Regions from separate parts of the Sus scrofa genome. Here region 1 is linked to region 2. Evidence: chromatin contacts called from public HiChIP or PLAC-seq data. All regions are on one chromosome and are shown on one strand. The core of a region is the stretch at or near the end of the contact, and the rest is flanking DNA. Distances in the headings are between cores, read along the strand shown. Region 1 overlaps SRGAP1 (SLIT-ROBO Rho GTPase-activating protein 1). Region 2 overlaps SRGAP1 (SLIT-ROBO Rho GTPase-activating protein 1).

Region 1 (3,857 bases), core at 325-2,824, 150 kb before region 2:
CTTCCAACTTTTACAACTTAGGAATATACTGAGGCCACTTCACAAACGCTTATGCGTTCCTCTTTGTTTTAAGCCAGGTGTGGCAAACTCAAATATCTTCCAGGGCCAAGCAAGTCATGACAATAGGCAAGTGGGCTGAGTGGGGAGTGTGGCAAACAGGAAGCACATACCCTGTGTCTAAGGGGAGTATGTACTGCTCAGTTCAAGCCAGAGAAATGAAGGCCTAGTATAATAAGATCTTCTAATTTTGTAGCAGCTGGTAGTCCATGTCTTCATGCAAAAAAATTTTAGATGACAAGAACAATTTGAAAACAAAACAAAACAAAAACAAAAAACAAGCACTGTAGAGCAAAGGAAATTCATCTGTAGCCAGACAAGGGCTATGGGCTCTTAGCATGGAAGCTCTCTTACAAGAAGGCTTCCTACAGTTTTGAGTGGTGTCCATTATTTCCAGTTGCCTAAGATTTGGTGGAAAGGCTCATGTTCCGTTTAGCTGTCCTGCCTACGCTTTTATAAGCTTGGATGAAATTCTCCCTCAACTTTGATCTTTTCACTGAGTAGATAGAATTGTTTTTAGTTAATTAAACCTTTTCCACTCAACTTTGGACTTTCTAAGTATATATAAGTTTGTGCAGAGGCAGAGAATTATACAGAATTATACATGTGTTTCTTTAGCTGTCTCTTTTGGTTTGATACCAAGGCGTCAATTTATGTCCTTCTCTCAATGGAAGATCAGAGCAAATTCCTTATTCATGGTGGAGAAAAGGGCTACAGAGGAGCTCCAAATCAGCAATGATGGCTAGGTTACTCCCAAGTTAGGGCTCTGATTTTTCACCTTGTATAAATGACTCGTTAGAGTCTGCTTCTCGCACTAGACAGCTGCTAACTGTGACTTATTCATCTCTGTACTTCCCACACGTGGCAAAATGTGTGGAATGTAGAAGTCACTCAATAAATATTTATTTCACTGAAATGAACTCACCCACAGCATCCAAGCTCCTTCAGCTGGCTCTCAATGCCTCTCGGCATACAAATTCCAGCTTCACCTTCAGCTCATCCCCAAGCAGAAGCTGCGTGATAACCAAAGCACTCTGTTCTCCAATCTTGAAATATAGTGGAACAGCTTTCCCTCCTTCTCTATCTATGGAAATCTACTGGTTCTCACAAGGCTGGTTTAACTCTTACTTTCACTGGGAATCCCATTCCGCTCAGTGAATTTGCCCCAAGTGCAACAATCATAAACCACTTGTCATGCTCACAAGAAACATCAGGACAATCCAATTCATTTGCTTCTACAGTAAATTTTGAAGAATTAATCCTCAGAAAGCAGAGTCTGCCCCTATCAGTTCATAAAGACACTATGCTTTTCCACATTATGCCCCAAGGGGAAGAGGAGGGTCGTGCATTCAAAGGGCTGCAGAGGCCAGCCAGGTTAACCTAAATGGACTAGGCCAACGTAAGACAATCAGGAGCTGAACAGCTACGGACAAGAGAAACCCAAGTACCCCAGCCTTTCCCTTCATGAGGCAACACAGGGCCAGAGTTGCCACACTTCCCACTTTTCAACAGGCCCAAACTGTGGGAGCCAAACAAAACAGGTCTGCGGGCTGCAAGTTTTGACCATGTGTGGAACACCCTGTTTTCCTAGAGCTTAGACACTGTTTCCAAATAAAACCGCAAGGGCATCCACACACAAATGCACACACACACAAATTGGAAGTCACCAGACGTACAAACCATAGGCTTAAGAGGATCCAGTAAACTGCATTAGGTGAGTATTTTGTGGTGCCCTGCCAAACCCTAAGCTCTGAAAACACCTCAAGGAGAGTAACGGCTTTCCTTTTGGAAAGGCTCATTAATGGGACTTCACACAGAGACTGAGGTATTAATCACACTGATTGCATCGTAAACACACATGTTTGACTAAGGGGTGGTTTGGTTCTTCTGGAAGGAACAGAAACCAGAAAGGCTGCGATGGGTTTTGATCAAACTGCTGATCTAGAAACACACCACTCTTTCTTCACAGAAATAAATACACATTCACCATAGCTCAAAATATCCCGGTGGGATTAGAATAAAAGAGGGTACTAAAGTGAATTTTGATTATTTTTTTCAAGGGCGAATTGTTGCTGCTGCCGCTTCCCTCCCGCCCCCCTTTCTGTCCCATATTCCTTCATTTTGGAAACTGCCTGCCTCTAGAAATACAGACTTCTATTGGGGCTGTCAATCTGTTTCTATGAATTGGTACATGAGAGAATCCCATTTCCTGGATGTAATGGTTGGTCCAGAAGTATACATTATTTCAGTCAGGCCAATGAAAGATCCCATTTCAGAGTTAAGGATGCTGGGAAGACGTGGGATGGTAAGCTGTATGGACCATGTGGTCCTGGATCTCTCAATGTGGGGGCAGGGAGAGACCTCCTACCAATACATGAAGATATCACGTCAAAGGGATGAAAAGAGAGAGATTCCTGATAACAGCATCTTGACACAGGTTCAATCACTACTGAGGCTACTGCAACCATGAGCCAATAAGTAAACTTTCTGACTTGACTGAGTTTGATTTGGGTTCCTGAAAATTATAATTGAGTGCCTTGACTAATACAAGACACATTTGTGGTTCCCATTTTTTTTTGTTTTTGTTTTTTTTTTTTTTGGCCACACCTGAGGCATATGGAAGTTCTTGGGTCAGGCATTGAATCTGAGCCATGGCTGTGACCTGAGCCATTGCAGAGACAACACTGGAACTTCCCTATTTTTATTTAAGGAGAATGTGGATCCAATTAAATTAACTTCAGAAACAGGCAGCTGAACTGTACAAATGCCTTCTGACTCAACATATAATACACATTTTATGTTCTACCCATTTAAATCCACTTACGTCAGCAGATAAGCAGTTTTATATGACTATTCAAGTATTACTTTAAAATATAATTCTTGGACTAATTATATCAGTAATGACATATTCAGTACCAGAAATCTAGAGAATACAAAAAAGTATTTTAAAAAGTACTGAGAGTTCCCTGGTGGTCTAGTGGTTAGGATTCAGTGCTTGAATGGCCCAGGTTTAATCCCTGGTCTGGGAACTGAAATCCCTTATTGAGCCACTGCATACTGTGACCAAATACAGACAAAAAAGGTGTAAGTTTCATTTTTTTAGTACTAATTTCCAAAGTCAGCATTAAATTAACATATTGGACAACATTTCTTTCCACACATTCATGTATATACTCTTGGACACATATGTGGCATTTGATAATCCAGGAGAACTACTTTCAGTATTTAAGCATATAAGAATAAGGGTGTATTGACATGTGTATGCGGTGAACCCCTGGTAAAGTATTCATTTACAGTGGAATACAGAAACTTTGCATTTATCCTCTACAAGGAATATTTTAGGATCCGCGATTTAGCTGCACATGCATGATGAAGAGAATGCAGTTACCATGTTAAAGTGACCAAGTCGTGTGAAAATGTCTTCCAGGTCACATTAGAACTCAGATCACTTGTGGGGGCAGAAAGCATGCTCACCTCCTCATTCTCGATCTTGAGCGTGGCCAGTCGGGACTGCAGCTGCTGATACCTGAGCATGAGCTCAGCCTGGACCGGCTGCTGTGCGCTGACTTGACACACCTGATGGGGAATCAGAACGACAGTTACAACAGGGCGCCATCCGCCAGCCTTCTGCCTGAATCACACGGATCCCCGTAGGAGTCCAATTACATATTTTCCGCTTAAGAGCAGCCTCAAAACTTCAGTTTTAAGTATGAACTTGTTAGGTGAGTGGCAAGAGCAGAATGCAGCTGCTTGGCCTGGAGATGACTAGCACGAAAGCAGCTGCAGGAAGCATGCCCCTG
Region 2 (4,229 bases), core at 1,047-3,546:
AACAAAGCCCACTATATACAATGTACTTCTCATTGAAAGATCCATAATGAATCCCAGAATATAAAATGCCCACTGGCTCTGAGAAGTCCTGTAATAAACAATCACTAAGGAAATCAGTAAACTGGTGAGCATGTTCAACCCAGCTGATCTCCAGGGTCCTCCCCTTCAGAAACACGAGGCAGGTTATAGCATTTCCAACATTCTAGCATTTGGGAGACACAGCTAAGAGCAATTACCTCTGTCTGAAAATTGTGAATTCATGGAGCAGATAATTCTTTTTTATTTTTTTAGCCACATCTATGCATTGCAAAAGTTCCTGGGCTGGGGTTGGAACCTGAGCCACAGCAGTGACACTGCCATATCCTTAACCTGCTGAGCCACGAGGGAACACCAGAGGAGGTTATACAGGTCTTGCTAACTAGCAAACTTTTAGCCTTATTGAAATGGATGGAGACAGCAGGAAGGCTCTCATTCTGGACTTAGGAGACAGTATAAACTAAAGAACAAATGAGAAGTGTGAAAGGGCATAAAGAGCAATTCCGCAGAGAGGACTAGGTCCCTCTGAGTTAGGACCCAGTGGAGTCAGGTACAGGGAATCTGTAATTTCCCACGTGAACACAAGGATGCTATCGCTCTACATTGGCTGCAAGATCTGCCAGTTGGCAACAGTATAAGGGTAGCCATTAGTCGGTCAGCAAATATTGAACAAGTACCTGATCTGGGCCAGCCAGGGACCACATGATACATCGGGCTACAGGAATAACATGCCAGACACAGGGTCGGCTCTTGTGCACCTTGCAGTACAGCAGGGGTGTGCAGCTGCTTAGAGAGACCAAGTTCTGGAACTCCAGAATAGGAATGGATGACCATCCAAAGTCTCCTGAACCTTAAGAGTAGAAGCTATTCCAGAATTCCATAAGAAAATAATAACAGAGATACAAAAATGAAATATGTATGTATTTAGTCATCGATCCTTCAATACCATATATCTGGGGCAGGGAGAGTAGGGTGTATTGAGATGAGGAGTTTCATGCACTGAAAAAAAAAATATCCAGGTAAAGATGCTTGAGAGATAGAAGAAAGTTTTAGATGAGAAGTTTGGGCTCATTCACATGCAATATGACAGATAGAATAAATGCAGTATCAACACCTCTTTTATTTAAGTAGCACAAAAACTTGATGATGTTAGACTCTGTAAACAGACACATAAGCCTTACCCATAAAGAGGGCAGAGCTGAGTCTCAGGAGTTGAACCAAGTTGGTCCAAATCCCAATGGGACCACTTGCAACTTGGGTGTCCTTGGCCAAAGAACGTAACCTCTCTCTGAGCCTCACTCTCCCCATGTGCAAAACTGGGATAACAACTCAATCCACATCCCCCTCGCAGGGATGTTATGAAGACTGAATGACATCGAATGACCCAGTGCCCACCACACACTACCAGCTCAGCAACTCTTATTTAGCTATTATTATTATTTGTGTCAAAAAAATCCACATTGGCGTGTTGTTAGGATATTAAATTAGAAGGATTTTTGAACATGAAAAAAGTCTACATAATTGATGATGTGAAGAAAAGAGAATTATAGTCCTTAAACCACTGGTGCAATATCAAAGGACTTAAATTCACAGTAGCCAATAATTTTTAGAACATGAAATTTAGTTGGATTTAGAGGAAAGAATGCAAGAGAAATCTTCTTGAAACACTGGCCAAGCTGTGGTCCTTCTCGGTCCAAAGTGATTTTTCACTTGCCACAGGGACCATCTTACTAGTGCCTCTAGTGCTGCATACAAAAATTATTTTTACTCCTTTCCTCCCCTCTCCACTTTGCTCCATTCTCTTTTCTTCCTTGCTGGGATTTTCTGCTTTGGATACTAACATGCTGGTGACTGTGAACATTCAGTAACATAAATTCTCAGTAAACGTTAGCATTCTGCTCTGTTGTTCTTCGCTGTAACACTTGCCCAGAAAATTTGAATTCTAGGACACTGAGAATGACATGAGGATGTCAGACATTTTCATTTCTTTACTGCATGTATATCTTAATTGGTGTAATTTTAAAATGAAGGGTTTTTTTCCCCTTTTCTTTTTTTAAATTAAAATGTAGTTGATTTACAATGTTGTGCCAATTTCTGCTGTGCCACAAAGTGACCCAGTCATACATATATGTGTACATATATATATACACATTATCTTCCATCATGGTCTATGCCAAGAGACTGGATATAGTTAGTTCCCTGTACTGTAGGGTAGGACCTTGTTGCTTATTCATCCTAAATGTAACAGTCATCATTTACTAACTCCCAGTCCATCCCACTCCTTCCTCCCTCCGCCTTGGCAACCACAAGTCTGCTGTCGATGTCTGTGAGTCTGTTTTGTAGACAGGTTCATTTGTGCCATATTTTAGATTCCCCATAATGAAGCTTTATAATGTATGTAAAGATGAGCAATTTTTCTTCCTTTAACTTGAAAAATTGTCAAAATTAAGATGCTTTACATCTCACTTATTTTTCCAAATGATCATGAAATGAAAACATACAGGCCTAGCATTCAATTGCCTTGGTGAAAGACTAAGCAAATAGTTCATAATAAAGAAAGCATGATGTCAGCAAACAGATGAATATGAATGCTGCTATGATATGTATCTAGAGCATTCTATCTTTGATTCTAAGCTAGAAAAAGTAGGCAGCTTATCCTCTAAGAGCTTCTGTTGCTAAATCAAGATCCAGGCAAAAATCACACCTATTTTAAATCATCTGTTCTTGTAAGCATTATGGACACATAGGATGGCATCAAGTGCAGTGACAGTCACCTCTCCTGTACCATGTCAAAATGATACTACTTAAGAGCTATAAGTACCCTTCAACCAGATGGCATGGCCTGGCTCAAGTGAGCTCCATTTTTCAAACTTAAAATAATTCATTCCTTATTTCAATCATCCATTTAACAAATGTTTATCATCCCAGTACTATGTGCCAGGCACCAGAAAGGCAGTGCCTAAAGTGAGAGATCTCTTAAAGACATTCATACACTTTATAAGCTGGTTCTCAAGGACCGAGGCACAAAGCAACCAAATGACCCTCAGGAGAATGATCCATCTCTCTGAGAGTTAACCAAATATTCCCTCCTCAATCCTCAAAAAGAACTGGTACCACCCAAAAGAAAAAAGTTAAGGAAGCCCATAGTCATTTAAGCAATAGAGGTCCTTCAGGTATGGATTTGCTCAATACTGTAATCTTTGGTTGTCAGAATGATTGTAAATATTATTTTTGAAAATCATACAATAAACCAGCTACCAGCATTTTAAAAATCCTGATCCTTCTCCAAAAACAAAACAAAACAAAAACTTCATGTGACACCTAGAGGATCTGCTAAAATATGGAATCAGAGGACACAACTAATCATGGAAAGTGAACAAAGAATCTGTTTATGATCTGCTTAACTCTTGATCAAATGCAACACAAGGTGGGGGTGAGAGGTGCTTTATAGAAACCCAACTCATCTATAACTCAGACAAAAAGAGAGATGACACCTACTTTCTCTGAGGCTTAATCAGAAGAATCTAATAAACTGAAGAACCTCAGAAGTAAAATTAAGATGCCAAGAAAAATCTCAATACAAAGGAGCTCAGACGTTATAAAGCTCACACGTTTTTTTGGCCACATATCAAACTGTATAATTGTTTGAGTTGTTCAAGTTACCAATTAGTTTAGTCCCTTAACAGCCAATTGTATAGACTATAGCCTTTTCTTAAGGGACTTCCTCCTGAAATAAACAAAATTTTGACATTCATAGAGTACACTTTTTGCATTAAAAACTAAGAAACTCAAAAAAGGAGACTGTTATCAAAGTGTCTTACTTAGTCTAATAAGGGAGGAAATTATCTTGATTATATTATGCAATGAAGGAATTTTAAAAATCGGTATTTGGAGGTAGATAATTTTGATTAGAGAGACAGAATGAGGCTAGCTATTAAATACTATCTTAATTATGTACCCAAGAAGCTATAATCTTGAAATTTTCTTTCCTTTATATAAAATGTGAAATTTCTTTCATATGACAGGATAAAAATATTAAGAAAGAACTATTTCTTTATCCCAATCATCCCTTATATAAAAGTACAAAGTTAAAATAAAAGAGTATGAACCAAATATTTAGAAGCTTTTATAAAATTACATTATAAATATGGAAGAACATAGAGTAACATGAATAAGATCCATACATATCTATA

Evidence for each region. HiChIP or PLAC-seq counts read pairs in DNA pulled down with a chosen protein or histone mark.
Region 1: a contact with region 2 is called in an H3K27ac HiChIP or PLAC-seq map of alveolar macrophages. The contact joins two enhancer-like sites. A contact is called at or near these places in 1 of 47 Hi-C or Micro-C datasets (embryonic fibroblasts) and 1 of 2 datasets of contacts at active chromatin or transcription factors (alveolar macrophages).

Annotation. Positions count from the first base shown.
Region 1 is chr5:28,528,383-28,532,239 of Sscrofa11.1, reverse strand. SRGAP1 (SLIT-ROBO Rho GTPase-activating protein 1) reads right to left here. Exons shown (of 22, transcript XM_021091938.1): 8 at 3,532-3,633. Among named protein-coding and RNA genes, the nearest start is that of XPOT, 150 kb to the left of the region's middle. Within about 2 kb of position 1,574, at least 7 of the 83 cell types and tissues checked have an H3K27ac peak or open chromatin away from gene starts, as enhancers often do. A contact at or near this core is called in alveolar macrophages, where this site is marked.
Region 2 is chr5:28,375,543-28,379,771 of Sscrofa11.1, reverse strand. The region is part of intron 1 of SRGAP1 (SLIT-ROBO Rho GTPase-activating protein 1); the gene reads right to left. Among named protein-coding and RNA genes, the nearest start is that of SRGAP1, 77 kb to the right of the region's middle. Within about 2 kb of position 2,296, at least 2 of the 83 cell types and tissues checked have an H3K27ac peak or open chromatin away from gene starts, as enhancers often do. A contact at or near this core is called in alveolar macrophages, where this site is marked.